Linked DNA regions of Mus musculus: all the other regions are linked to region 2. Evidence: chromatin contacts called from public promoter capture Hi-C data. All regions are on one chromosome and are shown on one strand. Each heading gives the region's core, a stretch centred on a gene start, on an enhancer-like site or on the middle of the called end of the contact. The rest is flanking DNA. Distances are from core to core; before and after follow the strand shown.

Region 1 (4,377 bases), core at 1,092-3,591, 170 kb after region 2:
TTGCCTGCGGAAACAAAAGTTGTATGTGAATAGAGACATTCTATTAGGATGCAATGTTTCTTTCTATTTCCACATAGAGACCACATTTACTAACTTTCACTGTTTGGCACTCTGAGTATGTAGTTCATTGAAAAAGTGTTAGACTTGAGATTTCAGAAATTATTTGAAGAGCTTCCTAATGTTGACTCTAAAATAAGTGTGTTAGTATTGAGTAGCAGATAAAGGAGGAAGTGTGAAAGGAAGAGACAGAGCTAGAGGAGAGTGGGAAGAAGTGAGGGGATATGGGGGGCAGTGGAGGTGGGAAGGAAATCAGCAAAAGGGGTAGAGGAAGGTTGTAGAGAGGGCAGACCACACCCACAGTGAAAGAAGAAAGTGGCTCTCTGGAGGACCTCTCCTGTTCTGTCTAAAACAAACACCTTTTTCCCACTTCCAGAAATTAATAATTTGTCCAGAAATGATCCAGCCTCCTCTTTTTGATCTTTCTCTGATGAGAAACACTGTCCATCTCAGGCCTTCACTCTCTTCTTGCTCACATCTGGTCAAAGATATCTTGAAGAAGAGGCCAAGGAAGGCCAGCAGCGGTGCATTAGACATACACTGAGCTGGCTCCTTGGCTGACTCTATTTCTGCTTCAATGCCAACTGCAATGTCTATTTTAAGGCCCTTCTCTGTGTTTTGCCACATCACACCACTCTTTTCCAAAGTCCTTCATCTCCTGTCTACTGTTTTCCTTGGTGATTCCTTCCGCCCCTGAGGTAATCTTTATCGTTCCTGTTTTAATTGTATCCCCACCCCCCAAACTCACTCCAGTTCACATCACTATTTATAGCTATGCTGACCTCAACAGTAGAGAATTCAGTTATTGTATTATTTGGATTTCTCTACATCTCTTCACCCCATAGTCTGCTGTTTCTATGTATAGGTCTTTATAAGTTTATGAGCAAATGTCTTTGCTTATCAATTCAACACTAAGCCGATGACATAAGATACAAGATAATTTTAAAGGAAAATATTGCATGCATCTTAGTGATGTCTGTCATGAAACCTTCCTGGTTAATTGTGATACATTTTAAAGATCTTTCTATAGGAAACTGAGGAGTGACAACATCTATCCATTAGACGATTCCAATTTGCTAAAATAAGCAACAAAGCCTAGTCTACAAACCAGTTTAGAGACCAGTCTTTTGTAGAGAACTTCTAGACCCAGTTGTCTTGTGTATTCCTATCCCAAATAGGACTGTTTTTCATTAATTCTCCAAGATCTTTCTCTCAGTGGAAAGCAAGGACCTTCTCTCTACTTGAAGTAGGCTTCTGAGACAGAATTTGCACGTGGCTTCCTACCTCAATTGTACCCATTGTTATCTATTGTTTCAGAGAAAGGGTGGATCGCTTTACTTAGAACTTGACAGCAGAGATACGAGTCTTCAGTGAGAATAAATCATTCTGAGTTAGGAAGAGAGAGTGAATCTGAGCAGCTCATAAGTACATTGTTGAAGTGAATTTAAATCTTAAAACAGTAACACAGATAGTAGTATAAGAAGTTGTACACGTCTTACCATAAGCTATGACAAAGACTTCCTATATATTTCCAACATTGGAACAGCCAAATTATAGAAGTTCTGTTTACTTTTTATTATTAGCATCTTCTCACTTCCCTCATGGCAACTATAGCAACCAAGAAACTCTAGCCCATGTGTAAGATAAGTAGGAATACAGTTGTGGCTAATTGCTTATTTGGATTTTTATCATATCCATTAGGAAAGGCCACAGAAATTTATAGAGAGAGTCAGAAGATGGGGGCACACAGTGGAAAATGGAGCGACTAGGAAAGTTAAACACAGAGGTACAGAGGGAGGAAAAGAAGTTGTATTTCAAACTGGTGGTGTTGAGTGGTCCTTCTACGTGAACATATACCTTCCTCCACATAATTTTTTCATACCTCCATCAATATCACCCTGTGAGAACCAGAGAGTTCAGCTCAAAACTCTGCAGTGAGAACACAGAGCATCTGGGGCATCTTGAGCAAGAGTGAGCAAATCGACACACACATGATCAATGGAGTCCAGGTGTACCCACTCACCGAGTGAGAACTCAGCAACAAAGTGGCCTTCAACAAATCTATCGCATTACAGTTTCTGTACGTTTCAAACCTGGGAGTGTCTAGGTAACAGGGAAAGAAATCATTATCAAGTTATCTTAAACACCAGAGAGCCTCGACTGACTCACAGAAGAGGGATGTCCAAGGGGCACAGGAGGAGGAAGCTAAAACTCTTCACCAGACTCTTGCCATCGTCTCCTCTCCACTTCTTTGTAGAACAAAAGTGCTCCTCTACGGGCGCTCTGTGGAATGGCAGGGCCAGGCACTGTCACTTTTGTACCCTCTTCTAGGGTCACAGTGTTCCCACTGTGCAGCCTTCCCCCACCTTCTTTCATCAAGGAAACTCACTCTTCTGATTGGCCTTGCCTCTGCCACTTGAGTAAATTGGCAATGTGGGGGTTTCTCACTGGTCAGCCATGCTCTTCTTGAGGAAAGAAAAGCAAAACCATGAAGAAAAGCCTAGCAGAACTTTAAATTGTTGACAAAAGCGCTGCTGGTACTGAGCAGAAAACCAGTGAGGGCCGTGGGCATTTGCGTGGGTGGAGAAGTCAGAACGCTGAACTCTGTCAACCTCATAGTTTTAATTATTATTGCATTTTAATTGTGTATGGGGGCATGTGCTCCACGGTGACATGTAGAGGTCAGAGGATGACTTTCGGGAGTTGCTTCTCGTTTTCTGTCATGTAGATTCCAGGAATTGAAATGAGCTCCTCAGGCGTGCTGAGCCATCTTACCAGCCCTATGTCTCCATCTTTTCCTTATCTCACCATTTTATTCAGTGGAAATATAGATTGCATACGAGGAAAAAAAAAGAGGTTTTGTTTTTGTTTTTGTTTTTGTTTTTTCAAGATAGGGTTTCTCTGTGTGGCCCTGGCTGTCCTGGAACTCACTCTGTAGACCAGGCTGGCCTCAAACTCAGAGATCTGCCTGCCTCTGCCTCCCAAATGCTGGGATTAAAGGTGTGTGCTACCACTGCCCAGCAAGAAAGAGATCGTAATAAAGTGTTATTTATGAATGAATTATTTCTTGCTAATTTCTTTTTTTTCTCAAGATTTATTTATTTTATCTTATATATGTAAGTACACTGTCACTGTCTTCAGACACACTAGAAGAGGGCACCAGATCCCATTACAGATGGTTGTGAGCCACCATGTGATTGCTGGGAATTGAACTCAGCACCTCTGGAAGAGCAGTCAGTGCTCTTAACCTCTGAGCCATATCTCCAGCCCTCTTGCTAATTTCCTAATCTTAGTTTCACTACTATAAATGTTGGAACTCAAAAGAGATTTTAGCACTACAATATGCTTTTAAGATTCCAAGCATCCCTGGTTAAATTTTGTAAGGAAATTCCAGGTTTTAATTGCACCAAATGGATTATTTTCGCAAATATTTTGAAGCAATGTTGTTTGTCTTAAACATTCACCTCAAAACCTAAAGGAGGACAAAGACCGCACTGAGTGAAGAAAATCTGAACAGCCTGAGTCCAGAGTGGATAGCCAGGAGGTCAAACACATTGTTAACTCAGTTCACAGCGCTTCTTCCTCTAAGGTGAATGGTAAGTGCTTGAGCTTGTGAGACATGCAGAATAAACCTACAAGAAACAAAAATTCTCATTGATTGAAAGTCAACTTTCAAACATAAGTACAGAGTAATTTTCATATCTCACTTTGGAACAATGAAGTCAATCCAGCACAGAGGCGGCAGAATCTCTTCACACGTGTCATGCTTTTTGCAAATTAATTTTCACTAATGCTTTGTCTAGCTTTTTAAAGCACAAGGCTATATAAAAATGTAACAGATAGTGATAAGTAGAAACCTGCTACATTTTTCTGTGAGTCATTGTGACCCCAGACGATGTAGACTTCTTATTCAACCCCTAGCTATGGCTTGCTTTCTATTCTCTTTCCCCTCTGAAGTCAAAGATGGAATAAAGATGAAATATGTAATGTGTAAGGTTAAAATTCTGACAAATTGGGGTTTTGGTTAAATAATGGGTAGATGAAGACAAAATACTATAAATCTCCATACCTCACATAACACACACACATACATCCCACACAGACACAGATATACTTACATAAACCACGCACAGGCACACACAAGGCGCCATATGAATTCTTCAACTTACATAGCATAGGAAATAAAGTAATTTTCAAAGATAAAAATTGTTTTTTTAAAGAACAAAACAAAATCTTTTTCATAATTTGAGGTAAGACATATCCTTCCTACACAAGACAGAAAGCTTAGGCATAAAATAACCTATGGTAGCTGATCTTCCA
Region 2 (4,031 bases), core at 1,044-3,543:
GACTAGACATATGTCCACATAGCTTCTCCAGAGGCTGGAGGTCAGGGAGCATGGTCAGGCACCGATTCTCCAAGGAGAGGATGTCTGGGTGGACAGATATATGCCCATCTATTCTCTCCGTGGGCTGGAGGTCAGAGAGCATGGTCAGACACTGGTTCTCCAAGGAAAGGATGTCTGAGTGGACAGATCTATGTCCATGTATTTTCTCCAGGGGCTGGAGGTCAGGGAGCATGGTCAGGCACCGGTTCTTCAAGGAGAGGATGTCTGAATGGCCAGGCACATGCCCACAGAGCTTCTCCATAGCTGAAGAACAATCAACATATGCCTAGAAGAAAAAAAACAGGTAATGAGATGCACTAGAAACATATCAACTCCATACTCATCTGTTTGTGCCAGTGATAGGCAACAAACAAATATTTCTACTTCTTAAAATTATGTTATTGTTATTATTATTATCGTGTGTGTGTGTGTGTGTGTGTGTGTGTGTGTGTGTGTGTGTGTGTGTATTGAGAGAGGGAGAGGGGAAGACAGGTGTGTCTATAAGTTTGGCCATGCGTGTCACAGCATGTGTGAGGCTGGAGGACAATCCTTGGGAGTTGGTTCTCTCCCCCTACAGTGGGATGTGGGGATTGAACTCCAGTGGTCGGTATTGCAGTGTTGTACAGCCATCACTTTTAACCATCTTGCTGCCCCCCCCCCTTTTAGATTTATCCAGGCGTAATTCTAAGGGGACAGGGGGGAAAAGGGAAAGCAAAAGCTTAGAGAGAAGCCTGGCATGGCATAGCGGTGACCTGTCTAGAATCACAGCTGAAAAGGAGACCATAAGAACATGGAGGCCAGCCTGGGCTACATAGCAAATTCCAGGTCCACGTGAGCACTGACACTCTCTTTCTCAAAAGAAAATGTGTCTTGCTATTCCTCTCATGTCCCTGTACTACAAGGAAAAAAAAAAAGTAGTGAGGGCTGGGCTGGCATACACCTGCACTCCCAGCACTTGAGGCCGAGGCAGAAGGGTTAGGAGTTCAAAGGTCATCCTTGGCTACATAGCAAGTTAAAAGATCAAAATCACCCTGGAATATAGGAGACTTTGTCCAAAAAAAAAAAAAAAAAAAAGGTGGGAAGCTAGAAAGATAGGTCAGTTGATAAAACATCTAGATGACAGTAAGGCTCAGTAGTCTATGACTGTAATCCCAACACTGAAAGGCAGGCAGATTCTTACATCAAGCTGGCCAGCCAGCCTACCAAAAGTAACTCGAGAAGCAATAGAATAAGACACCTGGTGTGGAGTTCTAGTCTCCACATACCCGTATATATATCCGCATATGCACATACTCTTGCACACACAAACAAACACATACACACATATACACACCCAACGAGTAATAAGGAATTTCAGAATTAATCCAATATGTATGTATGTATGTATGTATGTATGTATGTATGTATGTATTGAAACAAGGTCTCACTAAAAAGGTCTGACTGACCTGGAACTACTATACAGATTCCAACTCACAGAGAGCCACCTGCCTCTGCCTCCCCAGTGCTAGGATTAAGACATACACAGCCACATCTGGCATAATCCAAGAGTGAAAAACAAGTTCTCAATTAAAATTTTAAGTTAACAGAGAAATAAAGACATGTAATTTTTTTCCTCTCTGGAGTTTATAGAGATTCTGATTAACTTCTGAAAGCTTAAAAGTTCTTCCCCAAGTTCCAGAGATAACTGGTATTGATAGTTTTATACTGACATTCTGTGTATACACTAGTTTGTATGTATACCTGCCTCCACTCCTACCCCGGTCCCTTTTCTTTGGCCTTGCACCTGAAGCCATACTTCAGACGCTATTCTTTTCTTAGGAAGTCGTGGAGGCCTACCGCGTTGGCACCTTAGTGTCCATTACTGTTAAACGTGTCAGTCTAGTGAGTTTCTGTTGCCAAAAGTGATCACAACACTCTTCATTTGTTACAGTCACTCCCTCCTAGGATTCTTTAAGGCAAAAGGAACCCATTCTCTCTGAGCATCTATCCCTCCGCCCCACTAAGGCCACCCCACCTCCCTGCCAGCCGCCCGGAAGGACTAAGCGGCTGCACCACGCTCGCCCAGAGGTCCTTCCGGGAGTCCAGCTGACACAGGTCTCGGCCAGGGCTCTACCTGCGCTCAGGATTGGAAAAGCTGTGCGCAATGAGAGGCGCGTTGGTTCTCCGCAACGGGGAGCAGAAACCGGCCTGGGTCAGCCAGTGGACTGGTTGGAAGCAGAGAACTGAAAGAAAACCAACACCCTAGTGAGGCCAAGGGGTGAGGCTGGGCGAGGGAGGGGCGGGGCTGGGGGCAGGGCGGGGCTGAGGGCGGGGCTGCCGCGTGTAGGATATCGCAAATGCCGGGATTATAGGGTTGTGCTAACCACACCCGGTTTGATTTGCACAGTTTAGGGATTTATACTTCCGGCTAGGCCAACTTTACCAACCGAGTTGTATTTCCACCCAATACAATCATGCTCTGATGCTATTATGTATCCTGAAAATACCCCAGAGGCTTATGTGCTAAAATCATGCCAGCCTTGGGCAGCTGTTGGGAGGTGGTGAAACGTTTAGAAAGAAAGATCGCTGAGAGTGTGCCCTTGGCTGACCTTTGAAAGTCAGGCCCCTTCTCTCCCTTTTGCTTCCTTTCATCCACCATGAAAGTAAACAGTTTCGTCTGTCGCCACCCCACTCAATCCCACTCCACCCCATCCGTGAACTGCTTTGCCACAGGCCAAAGCAAGAGGGTCAAGAGATCCTTGACTGAAAACCTCTGAAAATATGATTCAGAATGGTGGCACACACATGTAATCCTAGTACTTAGAAGGCTCTGGCAGGAAGATCAAAGAGTTAACTCTACTCATGCTATTTGAGTTCATTATGTTATCTTTTTGTTACTGCGACAAACTACCTGAGATAATAAACCAAACCCTTTTGATTGTTTCTTTCTTTTTCAGACAGGGTCTCTCTATGTAACCCTGGATGTCCTGGAACTCACTGTTTAGACCAGGCTGGCTTCTGACTCACAGAGATCCGCCTGCCCCTGCCTCCCATCTCCTGGGATTTAAAGGCATACCCCACCACCAACCACCACGCCCAGCAACAAATTTTTTTAAATTTTGATTTTGGGGATTTGGGCTTTTATTTTTAGACAAGGTCTATCTATATAACCCCAGCTGGCCTGCAGCTCACTATGTAGACCAGGCTGCCCTCTAATGGCTCAGAAATGAAGAGAATCTGTTTTTGCAGAAGGCCTAGGTTCAGTACCCAGCACCCACATCATGCCTCACAACCATTGGTAACTCTAATTACCCATGGTGACCTCTTCTAAACTCCAAGAGCACTTGGCATGAAGGTGGTGCACAGACATACATAGAGGCAAAACTCATAAATACAAAGTGGAGTGTGTGGGTGGAGGTCTGTTTTGTATGTAAATTACTACTAGCCAGGTAATATACCCTTATAATTCCAGAGATTTTAAAGGCTGAAGCAGAAGGATCTCAAGTTCAAGCCAGATTCCTTAGGGAGCATTTGCCTCCATAAAATAAGTAAGTGAGTAAATAAATAAATATAAAAATGAAAAACCCCTAAAGATAAATAGTAATTTTAATAGATTTTGTTGTAGTTCCGAGACAGGATTTCTCTGTGTAGCCCTGGCTATCCTGGAACTCAGTCTGTAGACGAGGCTGGCCTTTAACTCAGAGATCTGCCTGCCTCTGCTTCCTGGGTGCTAGGATTAAAATGCATGCCACCATCTCATAGCCCCATGGATTTTTAATGTGCATGAATGACTGGCAGAATCATTCAAAGTTGTAAGCACAAGAATGCCCCTCACTGTAGAAGTGCTCTGCACAGTTACTAAGGGTCTAGCACTCTTAAGTCCCACCTACTAAATATTAAATGCTAAAAATTATCCTAATTGTGAGAAATAAATGTGTGTGTGGGGGGGAGAGAGAGAGAGAGTTCTAAAACCATCCCTAGAACGCAATACCATCCATATTAATAGCCATCAG
Region 3 (4,285 bases), core at 986-3,485, 140 kb after region 2:
CAAAGCAGTCCAGTGATCCCTCAAAAAGCCAAGTGGACCCAGGGCCCAAATAAGTAAGAACCCAAGATGGATGAATTGCACAGATTAGAAAGGGCCTCAATGACCGGGCATGGTGGCACATGCCTTTAATTCCAGCACTTGGGAGGCAGAGGCAGGTGGATTTCTGAGTTCGAGGCCAGCCTGGTCTACAAAGTGAGTTCCAGGACAGCCAGGGCTACAGAGAAACCCTGACTCGAAAAACCAAAAAAAAAAAAAAAAAAAAAAAAAAAAAAAGAGAAAGGGCTAACGAGTTATAAGGATGAATTATGATCAGGCTTATGTGAGTTCATTCTACAGATGTGAGTTGTTCCAATAACCAAGCCTGGCTTCATGGTCCCTTCCTGTAATCCCAGTACTGAGAGGCTGAGGTAAGAGAAATGACACAAATTCATGGCCAACCTGTGCTACACAGTGAGATTTTGTCTCCAAAACACCAAATAAGTAAATTAAATAACTTAAATTACTTATGCATTTGAGATCACTTCTCTTCTCAGGAGTAACCAACTGCTCTCTAGAGCCATGAGAAAAACAGCATAGACTAGAGCCAGTTATCACTCTCTTTATGCAGGTAGTATAAGATGTTGACACAAGACCACAGCTCTCATCTTGAAGGGGATAAAAGATAGCCATTTTGAGTGGTTGTGGGCCAGGAACACAGGTTTAGGTTAGCCCAAATTCCATGTTCCAATGTAGAAGCTGTTTTATGAACTTGGTAGTTTTATAGGATGATTAAGGCTGAAATCGAGGCAGATTTAAAATACATTGGTGGGTACCTCAGGGAGGCAGGGGCAGTGGAATGGGAGGAGCCGTTTTACAGGTGGAAGATGCTATCTGATGATATCCTGGGGCTGGTAGAAGCTAGTGCTCTGCTAAGTCAATAGATTCCAAAAGATTTCTGGTAGTCACAAGATGTTAGTTCCAACACAGATACAGGCAAGAAATGGCAGTTCTGGAAGGCTAGAACTAGTCCAAGATAAAGTAATAAGGTAAGTCTCTCCACAGTACTATACTTCTAACCAGTCAGTCTCTGCAGCCATAGCTTCTTTCTGGAGATTTTGTTCACAAAGACAAGGAGCAATGGGTGGCAGCTGGCAAAGCAGGAACCCATCCCCCGCCCTCCGTATTCTGCTAATCGCTGAACATCTCAAGGCTTCAAGTTTATTATAAAACTGGGGGAATAATTCTAACCTCCTCTGGTAAAGAAGTCCGGAAGGCCACATGAGGTCACTACTGTGCAAGTGAACTAAAATGTAAAACCATCTATCTGAATCCTCAGACCGCAGCAGCTCCTTCATGTGATTTACAAAGAAGGCCTTTTCCTTTACCTGAAGAAGACTTTGTGCCAGTCTTAATGCAGTTAGTTTAGCAGGGAGCAAGGTGAGGTTTTAGTCTCTACTTACACTTTTGTTGACCATTTGAGAATGAACTGTAGCTCAAAAGGCCAAAAACCAAACAAACAAAAGGAAAAACAAAAACAACCTCCCCCCCCCCCCAAAGCCTGTAGACAGCAGAACTCTGAGCTCACCACTTGGGTCTCCTGCATAATGACTACAGAAAGCATGCGTCTCGGGAGATGATCATCGTCATCATCTGGAGATGATCTGTGCCGTGCCTTATCAGTCCCAGATGCTCAGCCTTCAGCTGGAGAAAGGAACATCTATTGGACACGGTGACCTCACTGGTTTAGTTCACCACATGTAGGAGCTGATTGATGAGTTGTTCTGCTTTCATGTTCCTTTTCAAGAGCCAAATAACTACATTTACAAAATCTGGATTTTTTTTTCCCCACTGCAAATAATCAAATGAAGTCATGCTACCCTTGCAAAAATGTGAAAAGCAGTATTGGAAAGGTGCCGCAAACAAAAATAAAAACAAGACGCCAGATACTACCATTCCAGAAGTGATGGGAAAGGGCTGAAGGCAGTATGTGTAGAAAACAAGACAATCAGGCTTGGGACTCAGGCACAAGGTGAGACTGTTCTAAACCACAGGTCAGTGGGCGGAACTCAGAGTAGAACAGTTGATGGAATACAACTGTCTGCAGTTCTTCCAGGTAGAGGATACTTCCTGTCGTTTGCTTAAATTTCTTTACTTCAAAGTGTTTGTGGGAGCAGAAAGACACATTAGCTGAGTGTGTCCATTCTGTGCTGGGAAGGAAAGAAGGGGAGAGGCATGGGTTCAGGAGATCCGGCTGTGTTTAAAAGCCCTCAGCACACAAGGAGATAGCTACTTGTATGGAGAGCAGTTTCTGGGTACAGCTCACAGAGAAGGACGCTCTAGGAGAGCAGAACTGGGGACATAGGAAGAGCCAAGACTATCTAAAGCTGCTTACAAGTGTAGGTAAGCCACGTCAGGGTCGGGTACCTCAGAGAGCAAAGCCGGGGCCTCATGTATTCTAGGCAAGATCTCTAGCAGCTGAGCCACATCCACAGCCCATTCAGTTTCATTCTCTTGAAATTTCTTTCTCTCCTCTTCTTTAAAACAAAAACAAGCTCTGGCAAGTTTTTACTAAAGGAAATCTTTCCTGGTTTATCTCACCAGTCTGCTCTGGCAAGCTTCTAACAACGTCAGAGTCACTTGAGTCAATGACAGCCAGTGTGCACACTCTGCAGTATTTTCCACATGCTGTGCCAATGTAATGTTATTGCCACTGTAATGATGGATGCTAGTTTTTGGCCAAGATAAATTCTATGTGAGATTTCCTCAGCGCTGGGTGACTGTTGAGCAAGAAGGCCAACCGTGCCCTTCCCCGAGTCCTCGGCTTCAGAGTCTGCTCACACACAGCATGCACTTTCCACGTTTCATAACAAGTTTAACAATTTGGAGCCCAGAGCTGTTGACTGCAAAGACTGTAACTTCCTTTCAGCTACATCTTCCTGCCTTAGTTCTGGGATGGCCCCCAACCAAGAGCGGCTGCCAAAATAGCTGGAGCCTGAGAAAGCCGTACTGCATTTCTTCCCTAACCACAAATAGAAATACAAATGACAAGATGTAGCAGAGGCCTGGGCTGACTGCACATTTCTGCAGCTTTACTTTAGGAGTGAGAACGAACCCATTTCTCTTTCAGTTCATTTTTATTCCTTTTTGGGAAAAGGGTAATAATAACAAGCAAAATAAATCTGGGATAAAAATGGACACAATGCTTCCTAGAGCAAGGTTGTCTCTAAGAATTTCTCTGTACTCATTTGGCTTAGCTACTCTCTTTGGTGATTCGAGAATAATTTCTGTTTAAGAATCGGTGGGCGGGGGCTAGAGAGGATGGAGTGGCATCAAGTTTCCTCACTGATTACTCAGACAAGGACCAGCTTACAGTCACTTCTGTTAGCCACTTTCCAATCCTCAAGACCCACACAGGAATGGGGAATGTGAGGAGAAGGGGCAGAAGAAGTGTTCAAGAAAGAGATTCATTTCCTTAGGTAGGTGGAGTAACGGGGAGAATTCAGTGGAGTACTCAAGGTCTATTTTGCTGGCGTTGGCCAACCATGGCAGGGGCCAGAGTTTATCTCTACATCACGCCTTCATTTTCCTCTTCTTCTTCAGGCAAAATGAAGGTGACACTGGTGCATCTGTTGTTCATGATGTTGCTGCTGTTGCTAGGCCTAGGGCTGGGGCTGGGCCTGGGCCTTCACATGGCAGCTGCCGTCCTGGAGGATCAGCCACTGAATGAATTTTGGCCCAGTGACTCCCAGAATACTGAAGAGGGAGAGGGCATCTGGACCACAGAAGGTCTGGCACTTGGCTACAAAGAAATGGCACAACCTGTCTGGCCAGAAGAGGCTGTCCTCAGTGAAGATGAAGTGGGGGGAAGCAGGATGCTGAGGGCTGAGCCCCGCTTTCAGAGCAAACAAGACTACCTTAAGTTTGACTTGAGTGTCAGGGACTGTAATACCATGATGGCACACAAGATAAAGGAGCCTAATCAGAGCTGCATAAACCAGTACACGTTCATCCATGAGGACCCAAACACAGTCAAAGCTGTCTGTAACGGTTCCCTGGTTGACTGTGACCTCAAGGGGGGCAAATGTTACAAAAGTCCCCGGCCTTTTGATCTGACATTGTGCAAATTGGCCAAACCAGGCCAAGTCACTCCCAACTGTCACTATCTGACTTACATAACCGAAAAGGTCATTTTCATGACATGCAATGACAAGAAACAACTGGAGACTAAATGAAGCACCTTGTGCCTTTCCCTTCTCTTCGGCCCGTTGCCTCTCTTCTCTTGGATTTCCATTCACTGATGCTTCTG

What was found. Promoter capture Hi-C pulls out the DNA fragments that hold promoters and counts their contacts. Capture Hi-C pulls out chosen DNA fragments and counts their contacts.
Region 1: a contact with region 2 is called in a promoter capture Hi-C map of hematopoietic stem and progenitor cells. The contact joins the promoter of Rnase9 here to the promoter of Tep1 in region 2. A contact is called at or near these places in 24 of 39 promoter capture datasets (3T3-L1-derived adipocytes, the C10 cell line, the HPC-7 cell line and 16 more), 7 of 484 Hi-C or Micro-C datasets (embryonic fibroblasts, embryonic stem cells, granulocyte-monocyte progenitors and 3 more), 2 of 115 datasets of contacts at active chromatin or transcription factors (the 230-238 cell line and bone marrow-derived macrophages) and 4 of 9 other capture datasets (adipose tissue, embryonic stem cells, liver and 1 more).
Region 3: a promoter capture Hi-C map of adipose tissue shows a contact between it and region 2. The contact joins the promoter of Rnase10 here to the promoter of Tep1 in region 2. A contact is called at or near these places in 14 of 39 promoter capture datasets (the 3T3-L1 cell line, 3T3-L1-derived adipocytes, the C10 cell line and 8 more), 1 of 484 Hi-C or Micro-C datasets (beige adipocytes), 1 of 115 datasets of contacts at active chromatin or transcription factors (microglia) and 3 of 9 other capture datasets (adipose tissue, liver and pancreatic islet).

Annotation. Positions count from the first base shown.
Region 1 is chr14:51,039,526-51,043,902 of GRCm38.p6, forward strand. It overlaps Rnase9 (ribonuclease, RNase A family, 9 (non-active)), which reads right to left and starts at 2,342. Exons shown (of 2, transcript NM_183032.2): 1 at 2,227-2,342; 2 at 1-4.
Region 2 is chr14:50,868,261-50,872,291 of GRCm38.p6, forward strand. It overlaps Tep1 (telomerase associated protein 1), which reads right to left and starts at 2,294. Exons shown (of 55, transcript NM_009351.2): 1 at 2,153-2,294; 2 at 1-325. The coding sequence starts at 301. It overlaps Gm26782 (a long non-coding RNA gene), which reads left to right and starts at 2,036. Exons shown (of 3, transcript XR_874615.2): 1 at 2,036-2,296.
Region 3 is chr14:51,005,694-51,009,978 of GRCm38.p6, forward strand. It overlaps Rnase10 (ribonuclease, RNase A family, 10 (non-active)), which reads left to right and starts at 2,236. Exons shown (of 2, transcript NM_029145.3): 1 at 2,236-2,379; 2 at 3,580-4,285. The coding sequence starts at 2,274. The coding sequence ends at 4,211.